Regions from separate parts of the Capra hircus genome. Here region 1 is linked to region 2. The links are chromatin contacts, called in public Hi-C maps. All regions are on one chromosome and are shown on one strand. Each heading gives the region's core, a stretch centred on a gene start, on an enhancer-like site or on the middle of the called end of the contact. The rest is flanking DNA. Distances are from core to core; before and after follow the strand shown. Region 1 overlaps GTF3C1 (general transcription factor 3C polypeptide 1). Region 2 overlaps NSMCE1 (non-structural maintenance of chromosomes element 1 homolog).

What was found. A called contact is a pair of places that touch in the nucleus more often than the background predicts.
Region 1: a Hi-C map of blood shows a contact between it and region 2, with 2.7 times the contacts expected there. The contact joins two enhancer-like sites. A contact is called at or near these places in 2 of 5 Hi-C or Micro-C datasets (both in blood).

What each region holds. Positions count from the first base shown.
Region 1 is chr25:24,920,712-24,925,036 of ARS1.2, reverse strand. GTF3C1 (general transcription factor 3C polypeptide 1) reads left to right here. Exons shown (of 37, transcript XM_018040599.1): 36 at 1,039-1,231; 37 at 2,166-3,199. The coding sequence ends at 2,372. Among named protein-coding and RNA genes, the nearest start is that of TRNAC-GCA, 4.3 kb to the right of the region's middle. Within about 2 kb of position 2,551, at least 3 of the 5 cell types and tissues checked have an H3K27ac peak or open chromatin away from gene starts, as enhancers often do.
Region 2 is chr25:24,711,508-24,715,715 of ARS1.2, reverse strand. NSMCE1 (non-structural maintenance of chromosomes element 1 homolog) reads left to right here. Exons shown (of 8, transcript XM_005697624.3): 7 at 809-929; 8 at 1,375-1,592. The coding sequence ends at 1,454. Among named protein-coding and RNA genes, the nearest start is that of KDM8, 23 kb to the right of the region's middle. Within about 2 kb of position 1,720, at least 3 of the 5 cell types and tissues checked have an H3K27ac peak or open chromatin away from gene starts, as enhancers often do.

The DNA.
Region 1 (4,325 bases), core at 1,302-3,801, 210 kb before region 2:
AGTCAGAGCCAGGTGTCCAGCCAGCCTGGGGTCCCACACTGGGACTCTGTGTGGCAGACCTGTCGCCGCTTTCGTTTTTAGTAAAAACCTTCTAAACCAGTCAGACTTCCCCGGTTGCTCAGACGGTGAAGAATCTGCCTGCAATGCAGGAGATGTGGGTTCAGACCCTGGGTCGGGAAGATCCCCTGGAGAAGGGCAACCCACTCCAGTATTTTTGCCTGGAGAATCCCATGGACAGAGGAGCCTGGCAGGCTACAGTCTATGAGGTTGCAAAGAGTTGGACATGCCTGAGCAACTAACACTTCTAAACCAGTCACTGCTTTAGTTTTTAGTAGAAACCTTGTGAGGAAAGTGCCCAGAACCCCCGAATACAGCACAGAAGCAGAGCTTCTGCATACAGACCTATGAGCTTGGTCAGAAGGGGATGCAGCCATTTGTTGTTGTTGTTGTTAATGAAAGTAAGCTCTATGATGCCAAGTAATAAACACAGAGATGCAGACAGCCCCATTTTCTTCCAGATGTTTGGGGTCAACTTATAGCAAAGGCAGAAGTGAAGCCTGCTTTCAGTCTTAGGGAAGGCTCAGGGGTTAGGCTTGGTTTGGGAGGTTGACTCTTTTCTTCTGCATTTATAACTTGCGCGTTTTAGAATTTATTTCAGAGCACCAATAGTCATGCAAATGCTTAAGCAGAAAAGAAGTTACATTAAGCAGAATTCACACTGTATAGTAAACGAGGGGACCAGCTACTAGGTAAAGAGTCCCGTCAAGTCTTCCCTACAAAAGAAAAAAAAAAACCTGCAGGTTCTATCAGGTCCCAGAAGAAGCTGGTAAATCTAAAAGTCCTGGCTTTTCCCTGCCCCACCAGTGTGGGGTGATGAGGGGGCTGGGGCCCATCCCTCCAGGCGGCAGGAGAGCTGGAGGCGGAAGAACAGGAGGGAAGTGGTCCCCAGCCCCTGCCAAGGTGGGGCCACGTGGAATCAGCTGTCTCCCCTCCCCCACTAAGCCTGATGCCTGTGTCCCCCGCCCCCACCCGCCGCAGGGACTGTGAGAGCGTGCGCTTCATCGGGCGCCCGTGGCGTATCGTGGACGGCCGCCTGAATGCGCCGGTGGTCAAGGGCATGATGGAGGCGGTGCTGTATCACATTATGACCAGGCCCGGCGTGCCCGAGAGCTGCCTGCTGCAGCACTACCAGGGCGTCCTGCAGCCGCTGGCCGTGCTCGAGCTGCTCCAGGTGAGCCTCTCGGTGGGGAGGGCGCGCGCTGGGTCCCGGCCCCACTGCACCTTTCCCCTTCCGCAGTCTCAGAGGGCGGGGGCCATGGGCACGTGGGCTGAGCTCTGGGGTCGGCCACTGCTTACCGGCTCAGCCCACAAGGGTGCAATGGCCTCCTCGCAGGGAGCCAGCTCCTCAGAAAAGTCTTGGGCCCCTGGTATCCCCCCCGCCACCCCCAAAGCTTACTCCTGCCCCACTGCCCTCCGAGGTCACTGTGCCGGCCGAGCCCCACACCAATTTCCTTCCTCCTGCATCTGCTCTTCAGCGCTGCCAGCACCCAGCCCCAGTTCTCAGCACTCAGCCTCCCACAGCCCCCACCCCTGCCCCGGGTTCCCACCCCAGCTGTCCCTCCCAGGTCCTCCTTCAGCCCCGAGCTGCTGCCTAGGCTTACATAGAAACATCCACGGGGTCTTATCTCTGACCCTTTCTCAAGACCAGGGCTCAAGGGCTTGCATGCCCACGGGGACCGACAGGTAGGTGAGTGACCAACCCTCATGGGTGGCCGGGAGAGCTGGTGAGGTGCCCACAGTCTCCTAAGGGCAGCTCGGCTTGATGGCCGCCCAGGGCTCCGGCTGTGTGTGCACAGGAGTTCCAACTCCTCGACAGAAGCAGGAGCAGGAAGTTCAGTGTGCATTTCGCCACACTTCACAGCAGATCTGGGCCAAACAACCCCATCTGGAAGCCAGTCTGCAGCCCCTGCTCAACACGGGGCCGCTGTATAAATGCTGTCCACGCCCTTCTCTCTCACACGCTGGGCTCTTGCTTAAACCTGCCTGGTCAATCCCTGCTCGTCTCTCAAGGTCACCCTCCTGTGTCTGTTCTGGGAGGCCGCTCTGGGTACAGAGAACGTGGTCCTTAAATGCCCCTGGAAACCGGTCTGTCTGTGCCATTGCAGGGGCTGGAGACCCTGGGCTGCATTAAAAAGTGTGTGCTGAGAAAGCCCGCGGCCGCCTCGCTCTTCTCGAAGCCGCCAGTGGGAGAGGCGCCGCTGAGCCCAGACGAGAGCCCCGTGGTGTTCTACGAGCCCACGCTAGACTGCACCATCCGCCTCGGCCGCGTCTTCCCCAACGAGGTCAACTGGAACAAGTGGGTCCACCTCTGAGGCCTGTGTGGTCCTGGCGAGCCTCCCGAGAGTTCTTTCCTGGGGGCCCTCTGCCCATGTGTGGGGGTGGCCTGGCAAGGTCGGGACCCAAGGATTCCTGCATCCCACCCATGGGAACACTGTGTGCCCAGCCCGGCCCTGGCTGTGGTTTCTGGCCTGGAGCTCTGGGCGGAGGACCAGCTGGCCGCCTGCTCCCAGCCTGTCCACAGCTGGCCTTCAGGACTCTGCTTTGTCACCCCCGGAGCTGGGTGGGGGAGCTCAGAGATGCCGCTCCTCGCCTGTTCTCCTCCTGTTTCCAATCTCTCTGGATCCTGGGTTGTGGTGAGGGCCCCCGGTGGGCTGGTCCTCCAAGGGCTTCTGAGACGATCCTGCCCTTCAGGAGCAGAGCCACCTGCCCAGGTCCTGAGCTTTCTCTGTGGACATCTGCCCGCTGTCCAGTGAGGGGTCAGAAGCTGTGGGCCTTGGGGGTCTGCCCCATCCACACAGACTCACGTTCCAGCTTCCGGCCACCCCATCATGGAGGACTCTCCATGTTCCCCAGAAACCCCCCCTTGGTCTGAGGGACAGGGCCTCGTGGGGACATGTCATAGAGCACAGGCTGGGTAACCCCCTGCCAAGGCTGTCACTGAGACTTGTTCCTCTGGAGGCAGGACCCCTGACTGCTGAGCCTGCAAGCCACCTGCAGGCCTCCTGCCACCTGGAAGCGGGGAGTCCTTACAGGTTTGGAGTTTGTCTTTTTTTTTTTTTTTTCAGCCTCTTTCCTTATTAAAAAAAAAACCCTGGCATGTATTTATATGTTTTTTTTAATTAAAGCGAAGTAAAACGCATTTCGTTTTGTATTTCCTAAAGAATCTTTGATCCCCCAGGGGCCTGTTGTTTTCCACCATGGAACAGCCAGGAATAGACGTTATCGGTAAAACCCGAGGAAGAGGTGGGTACTGGGGGTGAGCTTGGCTCAGCCCGTCCCGGCACTGCCTCACCGCACGCCACTGCCTCGAAACCCTTCCTCCTACTCAGCCAGGCCCCGGCCTCTCCCTTAACAGGCATCCGGCTGCACTCAGGCCAGGCCTGTGGCCGGGCGCACGGCCTGCGATGCCGGCAGGCTGCTGAGGTCGAAGCCTGGAGCGTGGAGTCGGCCCACGGCTGGTCTCTTTCACTCAGTGTTTCTTTGTTGTTTTTTAGTTAGTTACCAACATTTCTTTACAATTGGAGGTTTCACATTCTTTTAAAATCCAGATCTTTGTCTTCTCTGGAAAGACCTAGAACTACCGCATGTAACAGCCCCAGGTATGGGACATCCCCCCCAGCCATGGCTGGCCCTCCCCCAGGCCAGGCCTCAGGCCCACCAGAGCTCCTCTCACTTTAACCTGCAGCTCATGGCCTGGCCCACCTGGCAGCCTTGGGTTTCCAGCTTCTCTCTGCCAGGGACCTGGTCCCCAGGCCAGACTCCAGGGTGATGGGGCAGAGGACAGGAGGCATGGGGTCCGGAGTCTTGAGAGTGAACCACCGCCCCCAGCACTGCCAAGACCTGGCCAAGTTTTGGCATCTTTTTTTTTTTTATTCCTTCTTTATTCGTTTTTACTCTAAAGTAAAAAAATAGCATTTGGGGTGATCTGGGGTAATCAAGTAGAATAATGGATATGGTTTGCTTTGTAAACAGAAAATACAGATGCTGATTATGTGGGAATGCATTGCGTGGCGGGAGGAAGGTAGGGTTGATGTCCCGTCCCAGAGCCTTGTTTTTCTCACCTGAGAAATGGGGATAGACTGTCCCCCTCACAGGAGGGCCAGATGAGCTGAAGAACACCAGGGACAAGCACGTAGTAGGACTCAGTCAAGTCTGTTTCCTTCCCTGTATCCCCAGATTGAGGGACAGTCTGGGCACGTGTCTAGGAGATGGACACCTGGGCGAGGAGTCAGCTCTCCAGTGGAGAGAGGGGGTTTCTGTGACCC
Region 2 (4,208 bases), core at 471-2,970:
ACATGCCAACCATCTTTCTGTCTCAGCCACAGATTCCTGTCGTCTGTTGGCCTCTGAGTACATTGTACAGCTTCAGAGCAGAGCAGCTGGACCAGTGCTGGATGATTCTGCTTTTGCCTTTTCGCTTTAGATTTTTTTGATGCCTTTTTTAAGGCCTTCATTGAATTTGTTACAGCGTTGCTTCTGTTTTTCATGGTTCAGTTTTTCGGCAGTGAGGCAGGTAGGACGTCAGCTCCCTGACCAGGGATCGCGCCTGCACCCCCTGTGCTGGAAGGCACAGGAGCCCCAGGGAAGCCCCTGTGTTTCCTCCTTTTTCATTCTCTTTTTGCATTTATCAGTTGCACTGGGCTGGGCCTCTTGGCACATCCATCCTTGGGCACCTAGTGGTTATATTTCCTGGGTTGGAATCCCAAGAGTGGAATTTCTAGAACAGCATGTGCACACGGCTGTTTAAAGCTCTGCCCCACATTGCTGAAGTGCCTTCTGAAAGCCGTGGTCGTCTTCATGCCCCCTCCAGGGCCCACTCGTGCTCAGAGTCCAGGCTTGGGGGCGGCCTTGCTGCTCCAAGGGCCTGACCGCCACCCACTCTGCCCTCCTCTGGCCTCTGGAGCCTTGAGCTTCTTCCCTTTGCACTCACTTGTCAGCTGCTTTACTAAAACCCACTGCACTGAAGACTCAGAGTTGTTCTCATTGTCCGTTTGGGGCCTGGAAGACAAAATTACCAAGCCAGTGGGATGCCTTCTTTGCAGTCCGCTGAAGGGTTATGAACACAGAGATGTGTTCTCAAGCCATCACTTTCTCATTTCAGGGTCAAAGCTGCGAGACGTGTGGAATCAGGATGCACTTACCTTGTGTGGCTAAGTACTTCCAGTCCAACTCGGAGCCGCACTGTCCCCACTGTAATGACTACTGGCCCCACGAGGTGCCAGGTCTGTGTCCCCCAGCCACTTGCTTTCCTCCTGGCCTATGGCAGGGCTGTGTGTATGCCAGAGTGTGAGTGCCCGGCATTGAGGGGGCACCGGGGCGAGGGGCAGACAGGGCACCCCAACAAGGGCTCCATGTGTGTGCGGGCCCCGGGCCCCGTGTACTGAAGTACCTTCTGTGGTCATTGGAGGCCAGCCTGCTTGCTGGCGTTGGTTCCGCAAGGTGCTCTGGAACCCAGCAGAAACCCTGAGACGCGAGAGGGTCTGGTATAGTAGATGCGCTCCCCTGCAGCTGTCTCTGGAGGGGAGGTGAAAGCGCATCCCCAGACGGGCTCATCCTGCCTCCCTGTGGGGTGAACTGTTCCGTGGGACAGAGTCCTCGGCACAGGCTTATGGCTGGGGGCGCCCACCAGCCCCGCCACTCACAGTGCCTTCTGGCTTTTCTGTGCAGAAGTCTTCGACCCCGAGAAGGAGAGGGAGACCGGTATGTCCAGATCGAACAAAAGGTCCTTGCGGTCCCGGCAGCACTAGCCAGGCCGCCGCCTTCGGGGGAGTGACCGCCTGCCCCATTTGGAAGAGAGGCATCAGTTTCACGGTTCACGTGGATCACCTTTTTACCTTTTACGTTTGCTTGTTAACAGGTTTGGAATAAACTTGCTCAGCAGCTTCTGCGGCCTCATCTGGTGGCGCGCCCCTCTCTTGGCACTCACTGAGAGCTGGGGGCCTGGGCTTGGGTCTGGGCTGAGGCTGGCCAAGCGCCTCCTGCCCAGCATGGCCCGAGGCCACTTGCTCAGGGCAGCGTTGCTTTCAGTCCCTAGCTCTGGTCACTGGTCCTACTCACACTGGCCGGCCCGACTTACTGGATGTGTGGGAGCCTTGGCCTTGGGCCCGCCCCACGCCCCACACTCTCCCTGGCCCGAGGTGCACCGGCCTGCACGGCACGAGGCTGCGGGAGGGGCTGTGGCTGTGTGTCATCTCTGGGCGCTCTGCCTCGCCTGCAGCTGCCCCAGGCCTGACCCAGGAAATTGGCCTGGGTGCCGCCTTCCCCTGGGCTTCCTGCATCACGCCTACCACCAAATCCTGTGCAGCCCACCTGCCAGATGGCCCTCAGCCCCACAGCCACCACCCAGGCTGGCCCAGCTCCCCTCCCCTCCGCACTGCTTCCAGATTCTCCCTCAGGGTCACCCTCCCATGGCCCCCGTTGCCCTGAGGCTGACGCCACGCAGGGGCCCTGTGCGTTTCACTGTCCCCCCTCCCACTTTCCAGGGCGTGGTATTTCTCTGTTCCTGGATGAACTTTCCTGCTCCTCACCCTGCAACCTGCACACACGGTCCCTCCGCCTGCCTGCTCTCTCCCCGCGTGTCCTGCCCTTGCCAACACCTATTCACCCTTTAGATCTTGGCGAGGTGGTCACCACCTCCATGCCCGGTCCCCCACCTCCCCGTACATTCTCGACCATCACTTGCCACACTACTTTAATTGCCTGACTCCCCTCCCTTCCAGCCCAGTATCAATCAGGACCCCTTCAGTCATGATACAAAACCCAACTCAGATTGGCCTCAGCACAGAAGGCTAGGGGGCCCTTCAAGAGGTTTGATGCAGTGGGCCCAGGGCGCCCACGCGTCTGCATCGCTGACCCACCCTGTTGTTATGTGTTGGCCTCGTGCTGGGGCTAAAACACGGTCTCAGCAAATCAGCCTCTTTCTTCATGGTAACAAAATGGCCACCATACTTCCAGGACCCGCGCACCCAGTCCCCACCGTCTGGAGGAAGAGGGCAGGTCTGATTTAGTGGCTCCCTCATCTCAGCAAGCATCCAGTCTGCATACTTGTGGAAGTGAAGTGGGAGAGTCCAGGGGGCACTGGTGACCTGGGTCTCCCCTCAGCCACAGGAAGGAGCCCCTCCTGAGCCACATGGCTGAGTGAGGAAGAAGTCGTTTCAGCAAATTGAGTATGATGTTACGGGCAGAGAGGGAACAAGCAGTGGGCACTGAAAGAGTGGGGTGTCCTCCACCCGTGCAGGGAGGGACATTGTGCCCAATTCACCTTTGTCGACGGGTATGGAGTATGACCCAGGTCCAGCCTGGGCCCTGAGGCCCGCTTCCCAGGCGGTGAAAGGTGTTCAGCTGGAGCCCGTGTGAGCCAGGCCGGACCTTGGCCCAGCCTTCTGAGGGCAAATGCAAGCCTTCGTGAAGCCCTGTAGGAGCCCTGACTAGTGGGGGTGGGTGTGTGTGCCAGGCACGCCACAGAAACCACCCCCATCAGCTTACCCAGAAAAGGGATTTCTCACGAGGCTCTGAGGAAGGTCGCTAAAAGCACAGCAAGTCAGGAGAGCTGCTCCAGAAAAGACAGTCTTGGACTCAGGGGTTCTGGCTGGTAAGACCCCTTCCCTAGCCACAGTGGGCACCAAACAGCAGCTCCCACTATTCCGTCCATCCTCTGCTGTGCCCTCAAGATGCAGGTATCCCCAGCTGCTGCACTCCTCAAGGCTGCACCCCTGGGGAGAGGGGGTCCTCCACAGTGCTGTTCCAGGCAAGGGGGCAGGAGGCCGGGGGCCTGGAGCAGAGCAGCACCCTGCGGCCTGCTGCCTGTCCGAGCAGGAGGCTGGGCGGTCGAGGCGGCAGGGTCGCACCCAGCCGGTGCAGAGGAGGCTCTGAGCACCTGCTGCTGGGTGCCGCCCTGCTGCCCTCTCCCCTGTGTGGCCACCAGTGTGAACTTCCTGGGTACCCCAACCCCCAGTTGGCAGGCCCTCAGGGCCCCTGTGACCCCTCCACCTGTCCCCCAGCACAGCCTGTCCTCCACTGCCCAGCGCTCCCACTGGTACCCTGACCGTGTCACCCCAGGGGTCACTGGACCAGGGACACTCACTGCTTATCCGCTCTCGAGCCTCCCCCTTCTGTTCTCCTCACAGGGCAGCTCCAGCAGACCTTGTCCTCCTGTCCTGGGACCATCCAGGCCCTGCTGACCCCACACGCCCTCTCCAGCACTGCGCGGGCCCCTTCCTCACCAAGGTGTTCCTGCCTCAGGGCCCCTGCCCCTGCTGTGGGGAGCACCTTCCTCAAGTCTGTCAGTTCCGGATTCCAGGTCCGTCAGGCTTCTACTCAGATGTCTACTGTGACAGCCCCATCTGACCAGGGACATCTGCTCAGGCGGCCAGGCTGCAGTATGTTCTAAAGAACATTCCCCTAGTCCCTAACTTCAGAACCAGAGCCCAGATGACCTGCTCCTCGTCCGTCATCCGCGGCTCAGAGCAGGCCTGGGCCGCCGTGGGAGCTGGAGCCGGGGA